4 separate regions of the Mus musculus genome follow, and regions 2, 3 and 4 are each linked to region 1. Evidence: chromatin contacts called from public Hi-C and promoter capture Hi-C data. All regions are on one chromosome and are shown on one strand. The core of a region is the stretch at or near the end of the contact, and the rest is flanking DNA. Distances in the headings are between cores, read along the strand shown.

The links. A called contact is a pair of places that touch in the nucleus more often than the background predicts. Capture Hi-C pulls out chosen DNA fragments and counts their contacts.
Region 2: a contact with region 1 is called in a promoter capture Hi-C map of adipose tissue. The contact joins the promoter of Sgip1 here to the promoter of Tctex1d1 in region 1. A contact is called at or near these places in 4 of 39 promoter capture datasets (cranial neural crest, hippocampal neurons, maxillary cranial neural crest and 1 more), 4 of 484 Hi-C or Micro-C datasets (the HPC-7 cell line, the N1E-115 cell line, muscle stem cells and 1 more), 3 of 115 datasets of contacts at active chromatin or transcription factors (astrocytes, embryonic forebrain and embryonic hindbrain) and 2 of 9 other capture datasets (adipose tissue and pancreatic islet).
Region 3: a Hi-C map of the N1E-115 cell line shows a contact between it and region 1, with 4 times the contacts expected there. The contact joins the enhancer-like site here to the promoter of Tctex1d1 in region 1. A contact is called at or near these places in 5 of 484 Hi-C or Micro-C datasets (the N1E-115 cell line, Th1 cells, erythroblasts and 1 more) and 1 of 9 other capture datasets (pancreatic islet).
Region 4: a contact with region 1 is called in a promoter capture Hi-C map of liver. The contact joins the promoter of Slc35d1 here to the promoter of Tctex1d1 in region 1. A contact is called at or near these places in 8 of 39 promoter capture datasets (the C10 cell line, the HPC-7 cell line, cranial neural crest and 4 more), 16 of 484 Hi-C or Micro-C datasets (CD4 T cells, CD8 T cells, DN3 thymocytes and 9 more), 5 of 115 datasets of contacts at active chromatin or transcription factors (double positive thymocytes, effector CD8 T cells, embryonic stem cells and 1 more) and 5 of 9 other capture datasets (adipose tissue, embryonic stem cells, liver and 2 more).

What each region holds. Positions count from the first base shown.
Region 1 is chr4:102,985,108-102,987,807 of GRCm38.p6, reverse strand. Tctex1d1 (Tctex1 domain containing 1) reads right to left here and starts at 1,429. Exons shown (of 5, transcript NM_001163767.1): 1 at 1,222-1,429. The region is part of intron 1 of Gm12709 (predicted gene 12709); the gene reads left to right.
Region 2 is chr4:102,758,806-102,761,505 of GRCm38.p6, reverse strand. It overlaps Sgip1 (SH3-domain GRB2-like (endophilin) interacting protein 1), which reads right to left and starts at 1,371. Exons shown (of 26, transcript NM_001285852.1): 1 at 941-1,371. The coding sequence starts at 950.
Region 3 is chr4:102,854,817-102,857,516 of GRCm38.p6, reverse strand. The region is part of intron 2 of Sgip1 (SH3-domain GRB2-like (endophilin) interacting protein 1); the gene reads right to left. Among named protein-coding and RNA genes, the nearest start is that of Sgip1, 96 kb to the right of the region's middle. Within about 2 kb of position 1,281, at least 57 of the 459 cell types and tissues checked have an H3K27ac peak or open chromatin away from gene starts, as enhancers often do. A contact at or near this core is called in the N1E-115 cell line, where this site is marked.
Region 4 is chr4:103,213,767-103,216,466 of GRCm38.p6, reverse strand. Slc35d1 (solute carrier family 35 (UDP-glucuronic acid/UDP-N-acetylgalactosamine dual transporter), member D1) reads left to right here and starts at 1,291. Exons shown (of 12, transcript NM_001356276.1): 1 at 1,291-1,803; 2 at 2,375-2,408; 3 at 2,510-2,596. The coding sequence starts at 1,601. Gm46864 (a long non-coding RNA gene) reads right to left here and starts at 1,524. Exons shown (of 3, transcript XR_001784379.1): 1 at 1,470-1,524.

The sequences.
Region 1 (2,700 bases), core at 180-2,679:
TTATCAATGAAGTCCAGAACACTGGCTTACACAAAGAGGCTCGAGGCATTTGTATTGCTAAAGACAAGCACGTGATCTGCTTATTAAATGCATTTAAGCTTTCAACTGCAGGCATAAATACAATAAACATATTGGCTACATGTCCCAACACTACAAGTGGATGAAGTCCAGTTCTGTGATCCAACCTGCCGAGCTAATCCTTTCCGACACCTAGTCTCATTGCCTAGAGAATGCTGCAGTCAATCTTATCTTAATTAATTGAGACAGTGTCTTGCTGTGCAGTGCTGACTGGCTTGGGGTTTGCTCGGTAGACGAGGCTGGCCTCCAACTCTCTGTGATCCTCCCCACCTTTGTTCCTCAAGTACTGGCATCAGGCATGTGCTGAGAATCTGATCTAAAAACTGGTGTAAGCATTCAACAAACACATTCACAGTAGGGGAAAAGAGAAAAGAGAAGTATATCTTATATAAAGGTATTTTAAAATCAAAATATGTATAGTTTCATGTAAAAATCCAGGCTGTGCTTGGAAGTACATGAGCTACTTTTGAGGACAGAATTGTATTCAGGTTTCTTGAAATAAGAGTTACTGTTGAGAACAAACATAAATTCCTGGGCTTTGTAACTGGTGGCCACCCATGTCCATAAGAGGGCCTTCAGGAAGGATGGGGAAGCGCGTCATTAAAGTCATGTGCTGCCCTCTAGTGGATAGATAGACATTGCAGTGCACAGAGAAAAGAAGGCTATAGGTTCTGTGGGTTTTTTTGTTTTTGTTTTTTTTTAATTTTTAAAAAAGCTTTTAAACAAAAATTTATGGCCTATGATGTGTCAGAGTCCAGAGTGATGGTCACACAAAAGATGCATTTAAAATTAAATATGCTCCTGGAATATGATATATAGAGAAAGATACAATATACAGAGACTTGCTTAACTGGGGACTAAGACTATCTATGGATTTTTTTTCCCCTTCTGATTATGTTTAAAACCTAAAGCATGCCAGCTCATTTCCTAGCAGTAAATGGTGCGTCTTTGTGGAAGTCATGCAGTTTCATGATATCTTATCCCAATTGGCCTATCTTTTTAGAAGGCTATAGTGGAAACAGAAGTTGAAAACCTTCACAAATTAAAGAAATGAGAAAACAGTAGAAGGTATCGTCTTGTGGGAAGCTTTTTTTTTTTCCCCAAGAGTAAGGGTGTTTTTCGAAGGACACAGAATATACCTACCTCCCATGAACAGTCAAGCCCTGGACTGACAGATGTAAAACCTAGCACAGGAGACTGGCAGAACAATCATAGGTGTGGGTAAAAGCGCAGGGCCAGCTCTTGACGTGGTGGGCTACTGTTCATCTGAGAGGAACGGAACTGATGGTCAAGGCCAGACGATAGACATCTCCTGCAGGGCCTGAAGGAGGCATGGTTTCAAAGCCACACTGCAATCAGGAGAGGTGATGCTGGATGTGTTTGAGGCCTGGCTATGTCACATGACTGTGACGTCATTAACGAGGGGTGTGGCCAGCCCTGCCATATTTCCAGTGCAGAGGAAACCCTTACTCTCCTCCTTGTTCTTCCTTCCTTCTTCTCCCTTCCTTTCGTTTTTGGAATAGATGCAAATGGACTTTTTCAATAAGAAAGCTAAAATAAAGCTTGCTTTGTACCAAACACTTGAATAAACACTTTTCCTAGGTTGTAAATTCATCTTACAAGTCACTCCGGACTTACTATATAATGGACTTGTAAGCAGAATTTATTTTAGAGCAAAAAAGACTTAATTACTTAAGAATTCACATAATGCAATAATAACTGCTCACTCACTGATCAAAATAGTCCATGAAGGACAGTTTTGTGCGCAGGTGCTGTTCTGTCTTTGAGATGTCATACTAGGAGATATGAAAGGAATTAAGCTGTCTGCCTCTACAGAACTTAATGTTTTATTTTTATTTTATTTATTTATATATTATTAATGTCCAGATGATGTGTGCACTAAACAGCTGGATCTATTTTTATTCTCACTGCCCTCAGCAATGTTTGCTATTCTGTCTGCCAGCATTTTGCTATCAGCACGGGTGTAGAAGACACCTTGCTCTAAGTTACGCATCTCTGGTTTTCCAGTGTGCTTGTGTAGCTCTTCTTACTCTGCTTGGCCTTTAGACTCCCCTTGTGGGCACTGCCATCTCCTCTGACTCTATTTAAAACTGGCTTCCCCTTTTATTGTTAACATGCAACGCTATACCTGTGGATAGATATTCTAGCAGTTCTCTAACTATATTATTATATACGTTGTGAAAATACTTCATTTTGTTGATGTTCTACTTACCAAAAAAGTTTTAGTTTTCTTTTGTGGTTTATGTTTTCGTGTTGGGATTCGTAGTGTGTAATTACGACCCCAACGCTTGGGAGGCTGAGGTGGAGGCGTATGGATTCAAGATTCAAGGAGAGGATGGGGCGGTGGCAGCAGTGCTGGTGGTCTGTAGTGCGTGGGGGCGGGGCTTCCTTACTCGCAGTCCAGACAGGCTCTCCTATGCTTTTTTCTACCTGCTTTACGCTTTCCAGCTTCCCATTCTCTGCCTTCCTTCTGGACTATGCCTGTGTAAATGGTACCAGGTACCAGACCTGCTTCCTCTCTAAAACCATCTGTCAGACACAAGAACTAAAAGCCCTCAAAAATCCAAGGCTATAGTGGCTCTTTTCTCAGAGCTAAGGGGG
Region 2 (2,700 bases), core at 122-2,621, 230 kb after region 1:
CACTAGGTTCTGCATTATAAAATCTAGCCTGGGTCCAAAATTTCTGCCTGTCATCTTAGGAAAGGCCAGGAGTTTTACCCCATCCTGCAATGTGAAAACAGATAATCAAAGGCAACATAGAGCTGTCTGCTTCTTCTCTGACCAATTTGTTGCTTTTTCTGAGGTGATGTTGGCTGTCACTATCTTAGACTGGAAAGGGCAAGCTGGTAGAATAAAATGTAGTTTAAATAGCATCTCCCAGGGGAAGGTCCTCCCTACACTTAGTATTAAATGCAGTAAGATAATCAGCAACTAATCACTTGATGCTAAACTAAGAGCCATTTCCTCTACGAACTGGTCTGAACCTGATGAAGGAGCAAAGAGGCCCAGGTCTTTTTCTTAGATCGTTCATTCTGCTGCAATGACAGCCCTCATAAAACTCCAGTTTATGAACCAAATTTGTTGCACCCCTCACTCCAATACTATAATGCAAACCTCAAAGATCAGAATATCTTATAAGATATGTAAGCAGTTCACTGAAAATGCCAGCATAGATAACTCTCTCGATGACCTCTTCTGTCTAATATCAATTTCGGAAAATACTTTCCATTGCAAAGATTTAACCAGCGTGCTTAACCTTCCACAGAAACCCCTTATCTTCTTCCCCAACTTGTTTGTTCTGAGACCTTATTCTTGGCTGCCTCAGCTCTCTGCAAACACTTAGGCTTTTCTCTTTTCAAAGAGGCTGGGAGCTGTGGAGATTCTGAGCTAGACAGAAACCCTGTGGTTTGATTCCATTAGTCTAAGCCTGGGCCCGGTTGCAAGCAAGCTGCAGTATCTGCTTGCAAAAATCCTGGCAGCCAGGTTCTAGACACAGACACCACGGGCTGCATGCATTCTTCCATACTGGTCTACCCAAATCTTGCCTGGAGCCAGCCAACCACAGCAGAGGGAATCCTACCTTCCATCATGGTGGCAGAATTGCATTCCTTATTTTCCAAGAAGTCAGAAAAAACACAGGAGGATACGCTTCCAGGTCCCAGCTAAGTCCTCACAAAGCTGCCGCTGAGGTCTGCTCTGCTTGCTGCCAAGCCAAAGGAGACAAGTGTTAACCCGAAAGACCGGCCATGGATGCAGCTAGTGCTGCTTCACCTACAGTCTCCCAGGAAGATGCTGTGAGAGAAAGGCAGAGAGGAACAGCAAGCCGGCGAGCTGCACCGCCTGCGCTGCCTCGGCCAATCCCTTCAGCTCTGGACCGCGTCACATGGTAGCCAGCCTGCATCTCCTGACACAATACCCCCGGAGAGCGCACGGAACCCATTTCCCGTCCCCATTGCTCGCTACCCCCACTGCCTCCCGCTCCTCTCCAAACACACAGCCCCTTCCCCACCTGGTGACGCACTTCCCCCGCCCCTCCTCGTGGTCCTTGCAAGCCTATTGCGGCTCTGGGGCGCCCGATGATCTGAACTGCCACCCTGACAGGGGATGCCAGCAAGAAAGAAGCCCAGGAGGCTGATCCCAGGGATTTTTTTTTTTTTTTCGTTTTTCTCTCTTTTACTTATTTTTTTAAGAAAACACTTCTTAGTAATTCCAGATCTTAGCAACACACGTTTACACTCCCATTCCAACCTCACTTTGACCTGAAGGAATTTCAAATGTCAGCGCTTGGCCTCTGTGCACATCTGTCATCTGTGGCTGGCTCGCGCTCTCTTTAGGTCTCTCTGGCCCCCACACCCCCCGCGCCCTGTCTCTCTGTCTAGGTCTCTCTGTCTCTCCTTGTGTGTCTCTTCCTCTCATTCACGAGAGAAAAATCAATTCGCTGACGTCACATCATAAACAACCATCCCCCAAAGGATGATGCAGGAAAAAAAATTCATCCCAGCTGCCTTGAAAGGAAGCAGGAAATTAATTGCGCATGACATGCCCAAGGGCTGGCAACTGTCATTAAAACAAAGAAACAAAAGAACCCACCCGATTCGGGCTCTGGAATCAAACAGGCGATGCTCCAGCTCATTTCTGGGGCGAGAGGCGGGAGAGGGGGATTGAAGGCAAGAGTCTAAGCGTTGGCCGCCTCAGGCGTGCGCGAGTCGCCTCCTCCCACGCACTCCGCTCCGCAGCCGCGACCCCGGGGCTGCGGGGGCCCTCCGTCACCGCGTCCTCCAGCCGAGCTGGGCAGACGCCTGCCCCAGGTGGGGAGCCTCGCTTGCAGCCTCGGCTACAGCTGCCAACTGAAGCCGCTGCTACATGGCAGGTTTTGCAAGACGCTCCTCCTGCAGTCTTCAGTCGCCTAGGAGCCCAGTCGTTCACCCCAAGGGAAATCCAGAGAGGAAGGCAATCGGTCCAGGTTGCGCTGGAGGAATGGGCGGAGCCTGGGCCTTGGCAACTTGCTAGAATGGGGAAAGGTTCAGGCACAAGGTCTGGTGGAGCTGAGGGTCTGTCACCTGAGTGCTATCAAAAGTCCTAGGAGTCCTTCAAAGGGAGGGACTCCCAGGCCTGGTGTCCTGTGATCCTGGGTTTAACCAGGCTAAAACAAAGCAAAAAGAAATAAATTGAATCGAGTAAGGAAGGCCTATCACTGTAGGGAGCAGATGATGAAAAGGCTAGAGAAAGGTCTTTAAACTAAGGAAGAATAGCAAAGCCGGGGCTATGAAAATCTCTTTATTGAAGATCAGGTCAGAAACTAACAATAGGGCTGATCATTTATAACACCCTCACTTAGTA
Region 3 (2,700 bases), core at 32-2,531, 130 kb after region 1:
GTAATTTATGGGAGTCTTCTGGTCAAATGGTTTCTGCTTGGATTTCTCCCTCATTACAATTTTTTGGGTGAAGCAAACTATATATTCAAACATGGCGATTTATGGCAATCTTGGTATACATACAGAATAAAAACAAAACAAACAAAACCAACCAACCAACCAAAAACTTATGTTCCCAGTAAGGTTCGGAGACAGGGACACCAGGGTACTTTAAGAAAAAAAAATGCAGTTTACAGTGTTTTAGAGCTGCTAGAGTTAATAGTTAGGTAAAAGGAGCTGGTGGTGACGATGCACGTCTTTAATGCCAGCACTTGGGAGGCAGAGGCAGGTGGATCTCTGTGAGTTTGAGGCCAGCCTGGTCTACAGAGTGAGTTCCAAGACAACCAAGGCTACACAGAAAGACCCTGTCTTGAAAAACAAGCAACCCTCTCCCCCCACCAAAAAAAAAAAAAAGAGAAAGAGGAGGAAGAGGAAAAAGAGAAGAAGAGAAGGAGGAGGAAGAGAGAAAAGAGAGGAGGAGGAGGAGGGAAGATCTTCAGGGAGCGATGTGAGCTATGGGAGAGCCCCAGTATGTGAGTTAGAAGTGTGAGGACTAATAGAGAAAATACAAAGGAAGAGACTCAGGAAAAGAGATGGAAAAGCCTGTTCAGGCAAGATTCAGACCAAAAGGAACTATATAAGAGAGATGAAAAGGTGTGAATTAAAATAACAAAGAAAATTAAAATGAAATGGGAAGTATACCACTAGCTTGTACTTTTCTTAGGTGGGATAACATGGCTGCCCCCATTCCTTTGTTAGTTTTTTTCTTGTAGCTGTCCCTACAGATGGGGAGTGAGGTCCTGTTCTCAGTGATCCAGACAAGTTGGACTTAGATGTCCCCCCTTGTGAGTGAGTGAGCGTCTGTGCTGGGGACAGCTTTCTGTTAGAATGTCCTAATGGGGGACGATGGGGGCTGCAAGCCATCTAATCCCATCTCTTCCCGGTGTGCTTGGAAAGCCTGCTTTCCATTCAGGCATTAGTGTTGAGGGGGCGCTGGCAGGCTTGTGTTTACCTCTGTGGCTGGACATTCTTTTCCTTTGTGATTCCTGGCCCCTTCCCTGATGAGTGACCCACAAAGTCTGAAAATGCATTCACGGGCTGGGCAGGACCGGGCCTGGGTCAGCACAGTTCTTGTGTTCCCATGCTGCTGTTCATCTATGGTCTTCCACACATTCTCCGGGACAGCCACATGCCGTGCTTGCAGAAGACTGCAGCTTTAGGCTCCCGCTGGTGACTCAAAGCAGCTCTCTGTGTGTGGGTGCTAGCTGATGGCTGCTTCAGGCTGCTTCCAGTCGGAGGATTCTGTGGATCTCGTTGGCTTTTGCTTCTTTCTATATACTGCCTTTCTTTCCTTTTGTGCACACTCTCCAGCTGCCCTACCATCCCCTCTGTGAGTTTCTGACGTTTCTCTATTCTTTCTCTTTCAGAATTAGACAGACGGGTTCTTCACCAGGACACACAGAGGCAGCTTTTAATTCGCCATTTTCTACACAATGCCAAATTTATACTGCATTCCATAAGAGAACCAATCAAGCCTTAGACCTGTATTTCATTTTAATAAGTTTTCTTCTTTTCTTAATGAGATACTTTATATTGGATAAATTCTATTTTAAACCTCGTTATTCATCATCTTTGTGTGGCCTCTAATTTTAAATGTTGGTTTCCTGGAACGGTTGCCATTTCTCTTTAATGGTCTGTCTGGGTTACAGATCTTTCCCGTCTTTTCTAGAGCAGGGTTCTGTTCTCAGCCTTGCTTACATCAAGGCCTTCTGCAACTTGCTAACCCCGGCTGGCACTGATGTCTCATCTCTAGAAGTGAGGTATTGTTACTGACCTTATTGAATTATGTGAAAATGAAGGATAACAGGGCAGTCACATATTCTGCCACTTAGCAAGGCTCTCCCTCCCTTCCTCTCTCTATCAGCCTCTCTAATGATGATCAAATCAGGAAGCTCTGGTTTTTGCCCCACTCTCTCTGAGGAGGTTCAATCAGTTGAAGTTGATGCTGGCTGCTACCCTAGCGTTGCCTAGCAACCCTAAGCAGGTTGCAACAATTCTGAAAAAGGCCCGGCACCAACAAGGTCTCACTGATTGCAGGCTAATATAAGGATTATCTAAAGCTGGAGGGACAGCACACTGCCCGAGCGTTCTATGAACCCTTTTGTGTGGATGGTTCCTTCTCCAAGTATGATCCATGATTCAATTTGAGAACAGGGGTTCATGAAAACAAAAGCTTTCCCAAGACAGCCTGTCCTTTAGCCATCGCTGTTGGGGGGAGCCAGGTTATTAATTTGCTCTCCTGTAAGTAATTCTGTACTCAAGAGAAGTTAAGTAAAGACACTTGAGACTCTATAAAGTAATGCCTCATTAGAAGACCTCAGAGAGACGGGACATCTGAGGCAAAGGTGTGAGGAATAACTTACTTTAATAGACTTGGCAATGGGAAAGAAAGGCTTTGGCCACATACAAATTAGCTGAGCTTGCCCTGGGGCTCATTTAGCCCCCCTCCTACTCTCTCTTTTTCTCTCCCACTCTCTTTTCTTCTCCCTCTCCCTTTCCATCTCTTTGCCACCCTCCCCCCCGCCCCCAGGTGTGGCCGACTGCTCAGTGTGTGGCCTTCTAGGGGACCTGGACGTCACCTCATAGAAAGCTCATTGTCCC
Region 4 (2,700 bases), core at 42-2,541, 230 kb before region 1:
TTGTGAAATGGAAGTGAAGAAAGAGAGATGTGAGCCTTGTTGTTGATTTAGCTACAACTCAGGAAAGGGGAAAAGCCAGGCATCTGGAGGTGCGGGCAAAGGAGGTTACCAACAGTCAAGGATGCCATGCTGGCTGCCAGGAATTCCAGTTCTGAGACACGGTACAGGGTGCATGTACCTTGAACACATTGTGTAACTGGCCTAAGCCAGTCACGGATGGGTAAATACTGTGCGATTGCTCATCTGTGTGATATACAGAATAGTCAGATTCACAGAGATTGACAGCACAACACAGGTTACTTGGTTTTGAGGAGGGGAGTAGAGAACAGGAAATGATTGCTTCGTTCCCACAAGAGTTTCCATCTGACACGGTGAATGTTTTGGGGAGGGTGCCTGGTGAGAGTTGCACATCCAAGGATTAAAACAATAAACTGATATTTTTACCACAGTTTAAAAAAAAAAAAAAAGACACTTAAGAAGATGGGAAGTTTGGGGGAATAATTCAAAACTTTCTAAAAGTAGGAATGTAACGTCCTTGCTTCAACAGGTATTCTTTGCTTGTGTGACTGCACTGTGTCAAGAAAACAGAACTGGCTTTACACAACAGAGGTCGTGAGATGAAGGTGCAGAGACCATCGAATCTGCCTAAGAGCACAGGGAATGTTTCAAACAGTCCTAAAACCGGAACAAAGCTTTAGGCTCCAAACACCTTGCACTTTTTACTATTCCAGGAGCGGCTTATTGCAACACTTTCCTCATCCTTGCCTTTTCTGGATATACCAGCTAAAACAAACAAGCAAAAAACAACAAAAAGAATTTCAGAAGCATGAGAGGTCTCACTTTGCAGAATGAAATCTTTGTTTACTGTTGAATCATGTTTGATACTTTGTGTGACCTTTGACCCCTCGGCAAGTGAGGCCAAAAAAAGAGCTTTCGGGATAACTGAGGATGCAACAGGGGCATCACTTCTCTGCCAGCCACACGTTAGAAAGGAGGGAGGTACTTCTAGGCCTGCAGCCCAGCTCCCGCAAAACCCCCATGCTCCCCGCAGGGGGACCCAGCGCGCCTTCGTGCGCAGGCGCAACTCTGTGCTCGCCAGCCCGGCTCAGTGGTCCCCCAGCAGTGTCCCGGCTGCTCCCGGAGCCCATGCCGGGTCCCCAGCCCCGCCGAGCCAGCCCCGGCCCTTCCCTGACCCCGCGAGGCACCATGCCAGGGCAAAGTCCCCGAGGGTGTGAACCCCAGTGTCCCAACCCCTGGGCGGGGACGGGCGGCGGCAGTGCGGGGAGCTGTGGGCAGCACAACCCGCGAAGCCCTGCCGCGAGCCGCCGGGTCCTTCCCGAGCCTCCGCCGCCACGCTAGGCCCGCAATCGCGGAGCCCCGGAGCTCAGGGCCCGCGCCCCGCACCGCCAGGCCCGCTCCCGCAGCCGGGGTCCCGCCACGCCAGGCCCGCGCTCCTCCGCGCCCCGCACCGCCAAGCCCGCTCGGCACCGCGCTCCGCACCGCCAGGCCCAGACCCCCGCCGCCGCGCCGCTCCGCCGCCCCGCTCGCTCGCAGGCCCGTTGCGGCAGCCACCGCCACCGCCGCCGGCGCCACCGCCGCCATGGCGGAAGTCCACAGACGTCAGCATGCTCCGGTTAAAGGAGAAGCCCCCGCGAAATCCTCCACACACAGAGATGAGGAGGAGCTGGGGATGGCGCCGGCCGAAACGCTAACGGTGTTCCTGAAGCTGCTGGCCGCCGGTTTCTACGGCGTGAGCTCCTTCCTCATCGTGGTGGTCAACAAGAGCGTGCTCACCAACTACAGGTGGCCGGGCTGGCGGGCGGCGGCTGCGGCGCGGCGGGCAGGGACGGGGGTTCGAGCCCACCCGGGGATACCCTCGGCCACGCTCCCCGCCGCACTGGCCAGGGCTGGGGGTGAAGGGGGAAGGCACAACGAGGCCGGTGCCCAGGGACTAGCGACCCGCGCGGCTGACAGCCCCGGGACCGGCGCGGCCGCACGCCCACGCGCCGTCGCCGCTGTCACTGAGACTCCGGGGCAGAAGTTTGTATGTGTGTGTCTTGTGTTTCCCCTCAAGAGTCATTTAAAAGATTTAAAACCGTTGACGAGGTCTCCGCGGCTTAACTTTCTGGAAAAATCCGTTGCAGGAAGCTGAAGGGAATTGTAAAAAAAAACAGGACAAGACCAGACAAGTGGTCGCCCTAGGCTACAAAATCTAAGATTTTTTTTTTAATTTTTTGTTTTTTATTGGAGGGGCAGGCATCGCTGTGGGTTGAATCAGAACGCATTTTAAGGCTGACAGTGTGGGAGTTGAATTCCCTGTGCTCTGAGGACGTTCTGGCCGTTTTTAACCCCCTTTTCTTTACCCCTTTTGTAGATTTCCATCCTCGCTATGTGTTGGACTTGGCCAGGTTAGTTGGAATCTCGGGCATCCCGTGGTCTGTGTTGTCAGAAGTTCTGTGTGTGTCTTTCTATGCAGAACAGTGCATCTGTGTGTGTTCTCTGTTTGCAGATGGTGGCCACGGTAGCGGTTCTCTGGGTGGGAAAGACACTCAGAGTAGTCAAGTTTCCTGACTTCGACAGAAATGTACCTCGAAAGGTAAACAAACGTGAGAAAGAAGGGATACTTTATTTTATAAAAAGGAGCCATTCTGTGGCTTAAGGGCGGAAAAAAAAATCAGCGTCTTGAATATTTAAAAATGC